Regions from separate parts of the Mus musculus genome. Here region 1 is linked to region 2. A link is a contact called in public Hi-C data. All regions are on one chromosome and are shown on one strand. The core of a region is the stretch at or near the end of the contact, and the rest is flanking DNA. Distances in the headings are between cores, read along the strand shown. Region 1 overlaps Kif16b (kinesin family member 16B). Region 2 has its middle 290 kb from the start of Kif16b.

Evidence for each region. Hi-C and Micro-C count contacts between places; a contact is called where the count stands out from the background.
Region 1: a Hi-C map of cerebellum shows a contact between it and region 2, with 2.3 times the contacts expected there. The contact joins two enhancer-like sites. A contact is called at or near these places in 3 of 484 Hi-C or Micro-C datasets (cerebellar granule neurons, cerebellum and nephron progenitors), 2 of 115 datasets of contacts at active chromatin or transcription factors (cardiomyocytes and double positive thymocytes) and 1 of 9 other capture datasets (adipose tissue).

The regions. Positions count from the first base shown.
Region 1 is chr2:142,692,693-142,700,204 of GRCm38.p6, reverse strand. The region is part of intron 22 of Kif16b (kinesin family member 16B); the gene reads left to right. Among named protein-coding and RNA genes, the nearest start is that of Kif16b, 210 kb to the left of the region's middle. Within about 2 kb of position 1,369, at least 23 of the 459 cell types and tissues checked have an H3K27ac peak or open chromatin away from gene starts, as enhancers often do. A contact at or near this core is called in cerebellum, where this site is marked.
Region 2 is chr2:142,606,825-142,613,601 of GRCm38.p6, reverse strand. No RefSeq gene overlaps it. Among named protein-coding and RNA genes, the nearest start is that of Kif16b, 290 kb to the left of the region's middle. Within about 2 kb of position 2,256, at least 64 of the 459 cell types and tissues checked have an H3K27ac peak or open chromatin away from gene starts, as enhancers often do. A contact at or near this core is called in cerebellum, where this site is marked.

The sequences.
Region 1 (7,512 bases), core at 120-2,619, 87 kb before region 2:
CACATGACATGTTGTTTGCCAGAGCCTGTGGACATAATGAAGGCTGTCAAAGGCATTTACTGGCTTGCAGTTGCTAACTGCTCCCAGCCTGACCCCCAGGCTGCATGCTTGCTCCTGCTGCCTTCAATTCTGTATGCTCTGGTACTGGTAGATGGTTGCCCAGGCTCCATGAGCACTTTTCATGCTCTCCCTCTCACTGCACTGCAGGAGATTCAGGTCGGCTTTGGTGGGCAGAGCATTCGTTTCCTGGGCTCCACAGAGGACCTCTTGCTTACTGTGCTTACTTACAACAAGAGCCTCACTCAGCAGCTCTGCCAGGACCTCCTGGGTGTGCTAATGGCTGGGTCTGAAGCTGCTGCCTACAGCAATCACCCTTTGCTCCATCAGGATCTGGTTCAGCTTTCTCTTGATTTGAAGGCAGAAATCCCTGTTTTAGCTTTGGCGAATGGAGTTCAGTTGTCTTGCAATTTCCAGACAACCTTGGTAGACATGGTCTACTTTCTTCATGGAAATATGGAGGCCAGTGTCCCTTCTCTGGCAGAAGTTCAGTTACTGCTCTATACCACAGTCAGATTGGAGAGTGAGGCTGCTTGTGCCCCCTGCCTATCATTCATCCTTTTAAACACCCACATGGCACTCCTGAGGGAGGATCATGTGTTTTACCCCCACACTGGCTCTCTAAACACACTTCCTCCACATGGGCGATTTGATGTGATCACGTGCCAAGCTCTGAGTGAGTTCAGATGTGTCATAGTTCCAGAGAAGGACAAAGTGTCAAAGGTAGAGCTGGTCTTCCTAAGGAAACATGGGCTTCCCTTGAACAGAGGAAGTGGTCTACCTGAGCAGAGTCGAGTTACCTCAAGCACCCAGGTGGTTATTCCGTTGTGTCTTGAGGATGGACAGGATCAGGCACTCGACATCTGGAAACTCACTTTCAATTCTCAGGATGAGGCTCTTTGGCTAATCTCATATTTAACAAGACTCTAGGAAGGAGACATTTAGAGATACAGGGCAGTTTCTTTTAGACCTTCAATAAAATGAACATTATAAAAACAGTCAAGGAAATATGAATGTCTCAGTGTACTTGATTGAATGGGAAAAAGCAGAACTCTGAAATTGAAAGTGTAAATATTTTGAATAAAGCAAAGTGAAAATAGCTGATAGCAGAGAACTGGAAAAATATCTTTATTGCCACCTGCTTCATTGTCTCAAAGCTCAGATTGTAAATTTGGATCTGCTCAATTACTGGTGCCATGATTAAAGCATTCTGACAGCTTGGCTTAGTTGTCTGTTTATGGTGTGGTAGCTTGGAATCGGGTGGTGCCTGCTGGCGTCCAGTGGACTAATTTGTGCTGTCTGGAAAGGTGCCCAGTCTGGCAGTGACCTTCATCAACACCCTCCGTGTTGCCCATGAGTAGCACAGCTGTGTGGTAGAGTGCATCAATGCTTCCTTCAGCTTCCCCAGTCCATGCCCCACACATAATTTTTACCAGTCTCCTTCTTTCTCTGAACTTCTGTGTTTTTATCCTGGAAGTGCTGTTTGTCTTGTTGTAACCTCTTTATGGCTTATTTCTGCTGTCTTGTCAAATATACAGTTGCCTTGGATGACGTTCAGCACTCTCTATGTCTTCCATCTTTCCTGTCCCTTGACTAGCCGTGACTCAGGTCTGCTCAGCCAGGTATCTTGCTGGCCTGAGGTGAGTTTGCAACTATCCAGGCTTTGTTCATTCTTCATTTACTCCTGTGTGGCAATCCCGTGAGCAGTCGGGAAACATGCTTTGAGTTAGTTTATACCATCCAGCTACTGTGCCCTTGTTCTCCTTTCTCTTAGATGCATGTCCACTAAATCCCAGAGTCTCAGAAGCAGGGAAGTTGCCTCTTTTCTCCATTGACTCACCTTCCTCTCTGCTGGGCACAGACTCAGCACACTCGGTGCAGTTTAGTGGGTCTCCAGTTTCATTAAATCACTCATTTCAGCTTTGGCTTGGAAGGGCCTTTCTGTTCTGGTCACATTCTTGGCTAATGGTCAGTATAAGTGTGGGCTCTTTATTTCTGTCAGTAGCTGATGATGGAGGTGAAGTCAAAACCTAACCCACCCAGAAACTTACCATCTGCTTTTTGTCAGAATTGCCAAGAGAGCAGACAAGCTATTGAAGTGTCTCCACATTTTCATCTGTTTCCTCTGTTTAGATTCTGGGGAAATGAATAGCAAAACATAGAAGTGGAGAATGTGTTGTTGCCTTCTGTGGACCAGTGGCAAGCTTATTGTTTTCAACAGAATTCTTATCTGGAGATAGAGTGTGGTTTTGTTACTTCCAAAACACCCCTCCTCTGATACACACATCCAAAGCCTTTTAAGTATATAGAGAACGTTGTGAAAATTACTATCACCACTTGACCCCAACTTTAACTATGGGTCTCTCTTGGGTGAAAAAAATCTTGAAAATCCCATAATATTCTTCTAAAACCTCATCAATACTATTTCTACTTTTCATTTTTTTTAGCTAATATAATTTATATTACTTGCCATGACTCTTTTGTCATATATGTTTGATTAAACAAACAAATAAACAGAATTAAGTCATGAAGAACTGAGACTAAAATTGAAGATGCTGACAGAGGGATATAATGATTGAGAACAGGAAGCAATACAAAAGTTATCTGTTATTTTAACAAAGACTGTCTACCTCAAACAGACAGACTTCCATAATTTTACCATGCTACAAATAATGGCCTTTAGGGTTTGTCTTAGTTAGGGTTTCTATTGATGCGATAAAAACACCATGACAAAAAGCAAGTTGAGGAGGAAAGGGTTAGTTCAGCTTGTACTTCCAGATGATAGTCCACTACTAAAGGAAGTCAGGACAGAAACTTAAGCAGGGCTTCAACCTGGAGATAGTAGCTGATGCAGAGGCCATGTGCTGCTTACTGGCCTGCTGCACATGGCTTGTCCAGCCTGCTTTCTTGGAGAACAAAAGACTGCCAGCCCAGGGATGATGCTACCCAAAATGGGCGGTGCCCTCTGCCATTGATTGCTAAATGAGAAAATGCCTTATAGCTGGATCTCATGGAGACATTTCCTCAACTGAGGCTTCTTTCACTCTGATGACTCCTGCTTGTGTCAAGTTGACACCCAAAACTAGCCAGTACGGGGGTTTTGTTTGTTTTGTTTCTCCCTGTATGGAACATGCAATAAATATAAGCATTACATAGAATTGTGTTGTCTGGTGTCACGTTTTGAGTATGGTATATGGTTCAAATAGCCTCAACAGTAACACAGTCGGTTCAGATCTCATCATATTGTGGACTCACCTCTGGTAAGTCTGTCTTGTGACCCTACTTGTCACATCCCTCACCTGTGTATACTTTTTACGTTGCAATAAAATGCAGCTCATGGGAGTGAGAATTTGGTTGTTATGCTCCATACAATAGGAACCGAGATTGTTGTAGTTACTCCAGAAGCCTGTGGAATAGACTTGGTCTGTTGTCTACCATGGCATCCTTTCTCAAGAGTCCCCAGCCTCTGACAGGTCCTCCTATCTACATTAGACTAGGTATGAAATGGTACAATGTATGCAGCCAAGGTAACAGTTTAGTGGTAGGGAATTTCTGAAGCAGCTTTGTCCATAGTGGGTGTTGTGGTGTTTTGAGTTGTTGGGATAGAGGCATAAACACTTGAATTGTGGAATCAGGGGTATGCTCTAGACGCTACCTCTTTGAGAACTTGAAAGGGCAAGTTCATCTGAATTTGACTAAACCTCATCTTGCTCACAACTGCCTGCTTGAGACTTGTTCTTGGCAGAGTAAATTTATTTAGACTTTGTTGAAAAACATTTTAAAATAGTTGGTCTCAAAACTCTGAGCTCTTAGAAAATATTCATCTTTCCCTTTGGAAGGGCACAGTTAAGCCTTTCAGCAGAACAATTACAGTAAATGTCTCTTAAACTTTTTTTTTTTCAGATGCCGTATATGGTAAATAGATCTGAACTTCCTTTGTTAATGGTTCACTGATGGCTAGGCTGTTTTGCTGTATTGCTTAATTTCTAGTGAGATCATTTTATTAATGTAGTTATTCCGTGTACAGTGTACACAGCTTAGGCATCTTCATTCTTCACAATGTGTGTTGTAAAAAATGTCTTATCTATCCATTGTTGCCAAGTATTGAACAAGTCTTGAAGTTTCAGTGGTAGAGGAAAGACAAAAGGATTTTTAGAAGTGGCTCTGCTCAACTGAGCTAGGCTCATGAGTCACACATGCTTCATTCTGAGGTCTGTACTACAGGAATAGTCATCATCATGGGGTGGTAGAAGCACCCAAGAACAGCCATGCCAGCCACTGTCACATCATTGCCTAATTACCACTGAGATGTTCTCCATCTTTAGTCTGCCTCGTCAAAGCACTGTCTGCAATGGAAAGAAGCAAGTGTAGTCCGAAAGTTGCCTTGGGTCACAGCCTTTAAATGGATAGTTGTCTTTCTACTACGAATTTTTATCCAACAGTCTTGAGTCCTTTCTCTATTCTTACACAACAGCTTCCAAACCACCATGATCCAATCGCACAGGTCAGGACGTGCCTCTGTCATTTTTGCAAGCTCCTTTCTAAGGAAGGTAACCAAACGCTCTAGTTGGTTAAAAGGAGCCAGTGTTGATTGTCTGTCACCACTCTGGCCCTTGTTTGGTTAAAACTCTCTTACTCAAGGGGTTTACAATGGTGACAGCAATTCCAGGTACCCTGTGTACTCTGGTTTTCAGAATGTGGAGCTGTTGCCCATGTTTTTTATCCTTTATCCTTGAAAAGGCACTCCCAGAAAGGAGAATCTATCATCGTTTTTCACTTTACATTTGGGCATTTGAACCAATAATTGATTGCTGTAGCATGCAGATCACACAGTTAGCAAAATCTGAAAGAGCATGCCTCCTACGCTTTATAGACCTTATGGTATTAAGACAAGGTCCCTTCCTGGCATAGGGAGGCTTCTACAGTGAATGTAAACCTGTGTTGGCCATTTGTCATGTTCTCACTGTCTTCCTGCTCACACTCTTTATTCCTATTTTCTTACAACCTGTCTCCTGTTCAACAGTGTAACAGATTGGTCTCTTCCAGGGGTTCCCCCTTTTCAAATTGCTGGGGCATTACAAGGTGACTGTTTTGTAATAGCTCCAACTAGAGCTATCATCCTGGCATGTAAAATTTTAGAAAAGGAAGAATTAGAATTATGTGAGATCCTGGAAAAAGAGACAGGAGAATTGGTAATTCTGATTTAAATTAGAGCAGGGTTTAATCTGATTTAAAAGGGGGAAAAACCCAAAAACCTTGATGTGCCTGTATTTTTTTTTTAAGCAAAGCTTAGTTATGGTCTCCAGGAGATGAGATGACAGTTCTTAGGGCTGACCTTGTCTTGGTCAAGCGTGAACTGAATTTAACCATCTGCTATATAATTGGTAATTAGGAGAATGTTGATGACTCTCTGTGGAATTAGGCCATTCAGTGCCCTTGTGTAGCCTGCAGTGAGCTGGGCTGATACTAATGCCACTTCCTCTTCACTTCCTCAGTGTGCTGCTTCTGAAGGAGACAGCCTGAGTAGGAAGAGGAAATTAAAATGGAGCCTGAGTTCTGTTGAGGGCTTTTCCCTGAGGACATGTCTACAGTGTTTCAGGCACTTGTTTTTATTCCCTCATATGCTACATCCCCCCCTCCTCCTACATCCATACACCTCCACTCCTCCTCAGTTTCCCTTCAGGAAAGGGCAGGTCTCCCCGGATAGCAAACAAATAGGCATATCAAGGTACACTAAGATTAGGCACCTCCCCAGTTCATCACGCTGACAGGACAAATCATAGGTCAAAGGTTTCATGGCTGGGTTGGTGTCCAAACCCTTTACTGGAAGTCTTGCCTGGTTGTAGGAGTTGGCTGGCTCAGGCTCTGTATTCTATAATATGAGGATATTAAGGCTGGACAAGGCAACCCAATAGGAAGAAAGGAATCCCTAAAGCAGGCAGAAATATCAGAAACAGCCCCCACCCCTGCTCCCTCTGTTAGGAGTCCTACAAAAACACCAAGCTACACAACTAAAAATATACAAATGGCCCAGGTTAGACCCATGCAGTCCATTGTGTCTCCATGAGCCCCTTTGAGTCCAGGTTTATTTATTCTGTGGGTTCTCTTGTGGTGTCCCTGACCCCTCTGGCTTCTATAATGTACCTCCCAACCCTTCTTCATAGATTCCTGGAACTCCACCTAATGTTTAGCTGTGGGCTTCTGCATCTGTTTCAATTGGTTGCTGGATGAGGTCTGTCTGATGAGATGAGGTCTGTCTGATGACAGTTGGGCTAGGCACCAATCTGAGTATAATAGAATATCATTGGGTATCATTTCACTGACTTTTTTTTTTTTTTTTTGCCAGTTGTGCTTGGTTCTATCTTAGGCCTAGGTCTCTGGGCCATCCAGCCTCTGATCCAGCCAGTGTCAGGGCTGGAATCCCTCTGGTGGCATGAGTCTCAAGCTAGCCATTTCCACAGCTTCTGTGCCACCTTTTCCCCAGTTCATCGTGCTGGCAGGACAAATTGTAGCTCAAAGGTTTAATGGCTGGATTGGTGTCCAAACCCTTCAATGGAACTCTTGTTCAGATGTAGGAGTTGACTGGTCAGGCTCTGTATTCCCCATTACTATGAGTCCTAGCTGGGGTCATCCTAATAGATTCCTGGGAGTTTCTATTGCACTAGGTTTTACCTTGCCCCTGAATTGCCCCCCACCCCAGTATCAGTTGTTTTTCCCAGTAACCTCCCCCTCTATCCTTTCCCCACCTGATTCCTTTTGCTCCCATCCCCTAATCCATCCACAATATTTATTTTATTACCTTTCCATGCATTTCCCATTGATCCTCCTTGTTACTTAGCCTCTGTGGCTCAGGCACAGATTTTTTTTTTCTCAAAAAAAAAAAAAATAGTATGTGCATACACAAGATAATATTTCATTAAATATAAAAATGTTATTTAATATCTCTTACTTATCGACATATAATACAAGCTACTAATTGTGTGGCTGTTCCAGACGCTTTATTTCTAAGTGGAACCATTCCACAGTACATTTTAAGGTTCTTGTAGCATCTTACATATACACTCACATTGGATTTGCTCTTTTCTAATATAAGGCCTTTGTATCTCACTACCTCTTGTGCTGATGTGTCACTAGTTTCTCTGTTAAGCCTGAGAGTCAATGGCCACTACAGAAAAAAAAAAAAAAAATGACTGACTCCAAAGTAAGCAATGCCCTGATACTGAAAAGTACTCATAAACTATGTGGTTCAGCACGTATTCCTGTGTCTAGGGCAAAGCTAGGTGTTCAAAATACAGTCATACACAAGTCAAGCATACACTTATGAATATTAATTCTCATACTGTTCAAGACATATTTTAGGAAAATATTAAGGACCTTTCACAACTGTATCTGAGAACTGTATGTTTCTTATGGAATTGGCTTCATAAAGTAATTGTGGGAAAGAAACCCTACCCT
Region 2 (6,777 bases), core at 1,007-3,506:
AGATTCCAGGGGGCATCAGGCATGTCTGTCCAAGCCTTTTGCCAGCTGGGATACCTCATAGCCCCTAAGCCAATGGTTCTCAACCTGTGGGCCATGACCCCCTTGGAGTTGAAGGACCTTCTCACAGGATATATGTCAGATATCCTGCATCACAAATATTTACATTACAGTTCATAACATTAGTAAAATAATAGCTATAAAGCAGCAACAAAAATAATTTTATGGCTGAGGGTCACCGCAACATGAGTGAGGAACTGTATTTATGAGGAACTGTATTAGGAAGGCTGAGAACCACTGCCCTACATTACTATGCTTGGTGCAAGGAAAAAAAAAGTCATTATTGGTCTTTAACCAGTGAAAACATTGCTCTTAAGTGACAGACGTCACTGAATAGGGCTGCACTGGTAAAAGAGACTATGTCACATGGATATGTGGTGGTACATTGTCTTAGAGTTGTCATTGCTGCTGTGAAGAGACGCCACGACCAAGGCAACTCCTATAAAGGCAAACATTTAACTGGGGTTGGCTTACAGTTTCAGAGGTTTAGTCCATTATCATGGTGGGAAGCATGACAATGTGCAGGCAGGCATGGTGCTGGAGGAGCTGAGAGTTCTACATCTTAATCTAAAGGTATCCAGAAGGAAACTCTTCTCTGCAGGCAGCCAGGAGAAAGGTCCTCTCTTCCATACTGGGTGGAGCCTGAACAGAAGAAAAGACCTCAAAACCCACTCCTGCAGTGAGGGACACACTTCCTCCCATCCTCCAATAAAGCCACACCTCCTAATAGTGCCACTGCCCATTGGCAAAGCACATTCAAGCCACCACAGACATGCTTCAAAGTCTAGTGACAACCACAGGTCATAAGCAGCGCAGCTTTGTACCTGGCTGCTAATGACAAAGAGCCTTAGATATGTTCTAGCTCCAGGCTCCAGTTATGGGCTTAATAGAGTTCAGATGTGACTGAGAAACGGGCTCCAGCAGAGGAGGCTCAGACAGTACTGTGAGAGCTCATGTGGGGGACAGACTACATCGACCACATCGGTAGGCTGTACTCTGCCTGCAGTCACCAGTCACCATCTCTGAAGTACAGTGTTCTGCTGTTTCACTAAAGGTTAAACAGCTCGAAGGGGGTTGTGACTCACTCAAGTGAAAGAGCTAATTGGAACCTGAGTCTTGTGTTAACTCTGGGGCCCCCTGCTACTGTCTAGATTAGAGGAGAATCCTGACTATGTCAGTCCTGGGGAGGCAGGATATAGAACTTACACCAGTTATTTTCATAAAAGGAAAATTTGAGTGATTTATAGCTAGCTGAAAAGAACGGAGGTAGAGACCACAACTGTGTCACAGAGGTGGAAACTGCCATTAGCAGCTGCCTTCCCTAGAGTTGGAGAAATGTGTGGGGAAAGGCTGGGACATTCAGACTTAGAATCGTGGAGGGACTGCCCCACAGTACTAAATGCAAGCACCACAGAGGAGAGGCATGTGAACTCCTGTCCTCCATACCCCCCCCCCAGCTTCCTTCCTGGGGCATTTAGCTTTGCCCACCTTCCAAGAGATCGTCCCAGGTAGGCCTGTGGACAATTTCCAACTCTCATTATCCTCCCCTTCCCACTCCCAGAATATCCAACTGCTTATTACCTAAATTAACCTGAATGGGCTGGGGAAGTGTGTGTGTGTGTGTGTGTGTGTGTGTGTGTGTGTGTGTCCATCTATGCAGCTATGGAGAAAGTCGTCCTTGCTGTTTCTGCTGGGTAAGGCTTTCCAGATTGGGGAAGGAGTGGCCACACCCCTATAAGGAACCCCTTACCTGGGCTCTGTAATGAAAGCCAATAAACTCATTGGTTCCCTAGAATAAAGTTGGTTGTATTGTGCTTTGGTATGACACTGGGTCCTTAGGAAAAGGGTTACATGTTGCTTACATCTCTCTCTGGGAAAGAATTTTAGCAACAAGGGAACGAGTGGGAATGTAGCACCACCGGTGCTCCCTTCTAATTTGGAAGAAGGTATTTACTGTCCAGATGCCTCCTCCTCGCCCCCCTTCCCCCCTTCCCCCCCCCCCCCCAGGTGCTGCTACATCTCCAAGGGTAAAGACAAAATGTAGTCGGCTGATAAATGCAAACCAGCATGCTGGGTCTAGATGCTGTCCCTTGCATGTTCTGCTGTCACCACCAGGGGGAAGAAGTGGGGCACAGGTGATGCTGAGAGGAACAGGAAGTCCCCGGGAAAAGGAAGTAGACATTGAGACTTGCTGGTATGCTGGGAATAGACAAGAAAGAGGAACAGGTTCTCTTCTCTGTACCATGTAGGCCTCCTCCCTCTAGTACCCTGACTTGGCAAAGCGTCACGGGGAGCAGCTGGCAGAACAGAATTAAGGTTTGCATGTGCCAGCCCCACAGGCCCAGAGCAGAACAGAAAGGGGTAGACTTAAAATCTGGAAGGAAGTTTTACTAACGGGCACGCTGAGTTTCCACTTCACCTGAAGCCAGGACCTAACTGTCACCAGTTGTCAGTCAACTGTTCTGAAGTCAGACACTATGAACCAGCATTGTGTGTCCCTAGTTACTATCTAACTGCTGGGCCACTATACTATGGCCTGGGTGGGGTGGGGGGGGTTGTCTTAATCTATATGACTTCAGGCCCCCAGGCACATAGCTCTACACACACACACACACACACACACACACACACACACACTTTTTTTTTTTCAATTTAAAGGGGAAGGGAGGAAGGAAAAGAAAAAGGAACCAAAATATCAAGACACCCATTCCTGAAGCAAAATGATAGTTGGATTTTTTTTTTTTCTATTCTTCCATCAAGAAAGTTGCTTGATGACTCAGAAAATGGATCAGGGAGGATACGCTCCAATTCCTCAGTCATGTGGGGCAGACCAACAGTTTAGATACGCCCCAGGGACATGAGATGAGGAGATTTCTAGAACATCTGTCAGGGGAGTAAGCTTTATGGGCAGAAGTTTGGAGGCCAGTGTTGCTATGTTATTGATTAATTCAGTCATTGTTGTGTTCTTTTTGAGGCTACTGAGTACCCCTATTACTCTGTACCGAGTCACTGCTAATTCCCATGGACTATCCATTTAAGGTGGGCAGCTTCCTCTCTTCTGCTCAAGTGACTTGAAGTGCTATTCACTTGAGAAATTACTTTTCTGCTTATCTTCATGAGAGGCATGCTCAGCCATGACATCCCTGGCGCTGACCTTAAGAGTCCTAGAATGACGGTTTTGAGCCTCAGAACCCAAAAAGAGCTATTTCTCAAAAACCATTAAGGGCTCAGAAGCATACACGAGAGGACGGGAGGTGCAGCCTTTTTGCTGTGATAGTTTGTTGACCTTGTTGACTTTGTGAGACAGGGTTTCTCTTTGCCATGTAGCTTTGGATGGCCTGGTATTCATTCTGTAGATCAGGCTGATCCCAAACTTGCAGTGATTCTGTGGCCCTTGCCCTCCAGGTGAATGGATTATAGCAAATGGATCACTGCCTCGTACCCTCTTCCTGCTCTCTCCCACAATCCTGTACCTTAAGTCTTTTTTATCTCATAGCTTTTAGAGACAGAGGGGATGCACAAGGGTTTCTTTTAAGTAAGTAGGAAGGAGGTGGGATGCTGCAATTCTCTTGTTGCAACTCACTAGGAAAGTGGCAGGAAGGGAAAGAGGCTCATTGTGTTGTTCTAAGCACCAGGAGTGAGAACCAGAGAGATGACCCAGGTCTGCTGGGGTCAGCAGGGGCCAATGTGCAGGGGCTGGATGGGAGGGGAGAAAAGAATCTGTAAGAGCCAAGTTAAATCCTGAGGTTAAAGGTTAGACTTGACCCTGGACTTGGGGAAATAGCTGGTCATTTTCATTCTCTTAGCTGACTCCATGACAGATGAGAGTTCTTGGACCACAAGGCTCCATGTTTCTTGTCTGCTTAGGCACTGCTGGGTAGTGAGAGACGGGCCACTGGTTATCTATCTAGTAGAATTGCTAGGTGTGTTTCAGGGTGGCAGGTGAGGCACAGGGATGCTTGATTTATTATTCTAGAATGGATATTAAGTCTTCAAGCTGCTTCTTAGCAACGGACTAGAGGAGGCAGAAAGGATGAAGTAAGGAAAGCTAGAGCATTGGTGACAGGGTCCTCAGGTACGCAGATCAGTGGAAGAAAACCAAGAATGGGCATCCACAGGGAGGCAGGGGACATCAGCAAGGTTCTGTGATGTGAGCATCTAATGTGACTCCAATTCAAAGAGGGAAACAAGTATGCTGTCTTCTAACAGTGACTGGCCCAAAGCAGAGCCTGAGGGTGCTGAGGAGGCCTGGGGAAGTCAGAATCCCAGGGCTACCTTCCCAGCTGCAGCCTGAGCACTCCAGTCCCCAAGAAGGGAGCTGCTTCCAGGCTCCTAATTGCATTGCTGTATCTTCCTGCTGCAAAAGACCAGACCTGAGGCTCCCAGACATTCCAGATGTGAGTGTGCGTGCGTGCGTGCGTGCGTGCGTGCGTGCGTGCGTGCGTGCGTGCGTGTGTGTGTGTGTGGGCACTCGCGCACAGGACATGGAAGAAGAGAGCCTGTTCTGTTTCTAGGAAGTCTGGAAACTAGAAACCACAGCCAGATGGGCCCAGCCTGGGGGATGGTCATGGCACATTGGAGCATGAAATCAGACTTTGGAGGGAGATGAGGGTATGGTTTGGCGGCGGATCAGGAAGGGATTCTCAGCCAGACATTTATGTGTGATGGGATGGCCTAGGTTTACTATCAATGAAACAGATACAGGATAAAGCAAGCGCAAGGGTGCTTCAGTATAGTTTCTTCACTGGATGAGTGCAACTCCTGACTCTCAGCAGCCTCGGCAGGTGACTGCCGAGGTGGTCAATTATCACAAGGAGGCCTAGCAGGCCTTCCTCTCACCCTTTCTTTGACCCCTCAGGCTTGCAGTTATTTTCCTGCTCACCCCAGCATTCCTCTCTTTTTGCTATTCTTCCTCTCTACTATTCCACCCTGAACCAGAATTAAAACCCAGACTATGGAGTCGCATGAGTAAAGAATTCACTAAGGCATCCTAGCCACAAGAGAGATTTCGGGGGCTAATATAGTATCCCAGAGGGGTCAGAGTTGGAAGCTGAATAATAAAGCTTTATTATATTATCAGTGTGTATATTCTTGCATTAGAGAAGGACTTGACATACATACACACGCACGCACGCACACACATGCACACGCACACACACACTTTTGAAGGAATTGACTTAGGTACTATGGCTAAGAAAATCTAAACTCCTTCAGATAGCATTAAAGAAGGGTTTATGTATGGTAGACCAAAACTATCACCCAGAGGAGAGGCCTCCCTCCTGTCTTCTCTCTCTTCTCTTTCTCTTCCTCTTTCTCCCAACCCTCCCTCTTACCACCAACTTTTACCTTATACCTCCTAATTAAAGTCTAACGTTTTCTGATAGCTTTAGTTAACTCTGTTCAGATTTTCCAAGACAATGGCCTTCACATGGAACCATTCCAAATGTTTTCAGAGCACCAACCTAGGGTAGGTTAATATTCGATTGGGTTGCTGAGGCCTGACCTGCAACATCTAAAACGCCACATCACTGAAACCAAAATATGCTTGCCGGGTTTCTAGGCCTCTTGGGCCAGTAAACCTGCTGAGGGGTCTGCTTTTCCAAAGGCCAGTGAGCTGTATCCTGAGTTACTAGGCTGTGTTTAGACCCTGGAGAGGAAAGACAGAAGCCTCCAAGTTCATCTGGGTGAACATGGACAGAAGTGGCACCTAGTGATTCTAGAGACTAGAACACAGACTGACTCTTGATCCCTACCAGATGATAAAATCTCTGAAGATGTTAACTCTGCAAACATATTATCCTAAGCCTGTTTCCTCCCTGAAAGTCCCGTCTGAACTATAAGAGTAGCTAATGTGATTGGAAGGATGTTTGACCCCAGCAATATAGCCCATGGTCAGCTGAGTCACCCAGCATGCTCTCTGGAACAAACAAACCTTCTGAACGGAAATTTTAGATCCCCACAGCAGAGGTGAAATGTGTACCATTTGAGTAAAGCCTTAGGATGGTTGATGACTCCCACCAAGCCACAGTTTTGGCCATGGTGAAAACACTATTCCCAGAGTTTTCATGACGAATTAGATATATCATTTTACTAGCCATTCCTATATTCAAAAACAAACTAGGTACGTTTTCTCTATAGGTCAGGGAATTGCATTCTGAGGTGCTGATCTGGAAGGGGAGCACGGGGTGGGGGACTGTGTCCTGAGGTACTGATCTGAGGGGAACTGATAACTTAGTTGTGTTCCTGAAACATTTCTCTACATAATGGGTGTCTGTGTTTCTCACAGCTAGTTAAAACTATGAAGCCTGCAATTGATGATAAGCTCAGTGTGCTGGTGTATTACCTAGAAATGCTGAATAAATCTCTACTTCCAATGAGAGTACACATTAGAATTCTTCTGTCCCTTAAGCCTGGTGACAAATAGCTTATGGAAATGCCATGTGCCAGTTTTTAAAAATAATTGAGTCATCTTTGATACACAAAATGTAAAATGAAAGTATATAAAAGTCTTTTTTCTTTAGTATAGAACTTCTATTTTGTATTAATTTCTAGATTAGAAGTAAGAGATTTGGGAAATATGAAAGATATTGGGGCAAATTTAAGGATCCACTTTCTACATTGCAGCAGAGATACTTAGACCCCTCAGTATCTTAGATAATTTCCCCCAGTTAACATGGAGCAAGCCAAAAGATGTATACATAGGGTGATAAAAGGACCTGG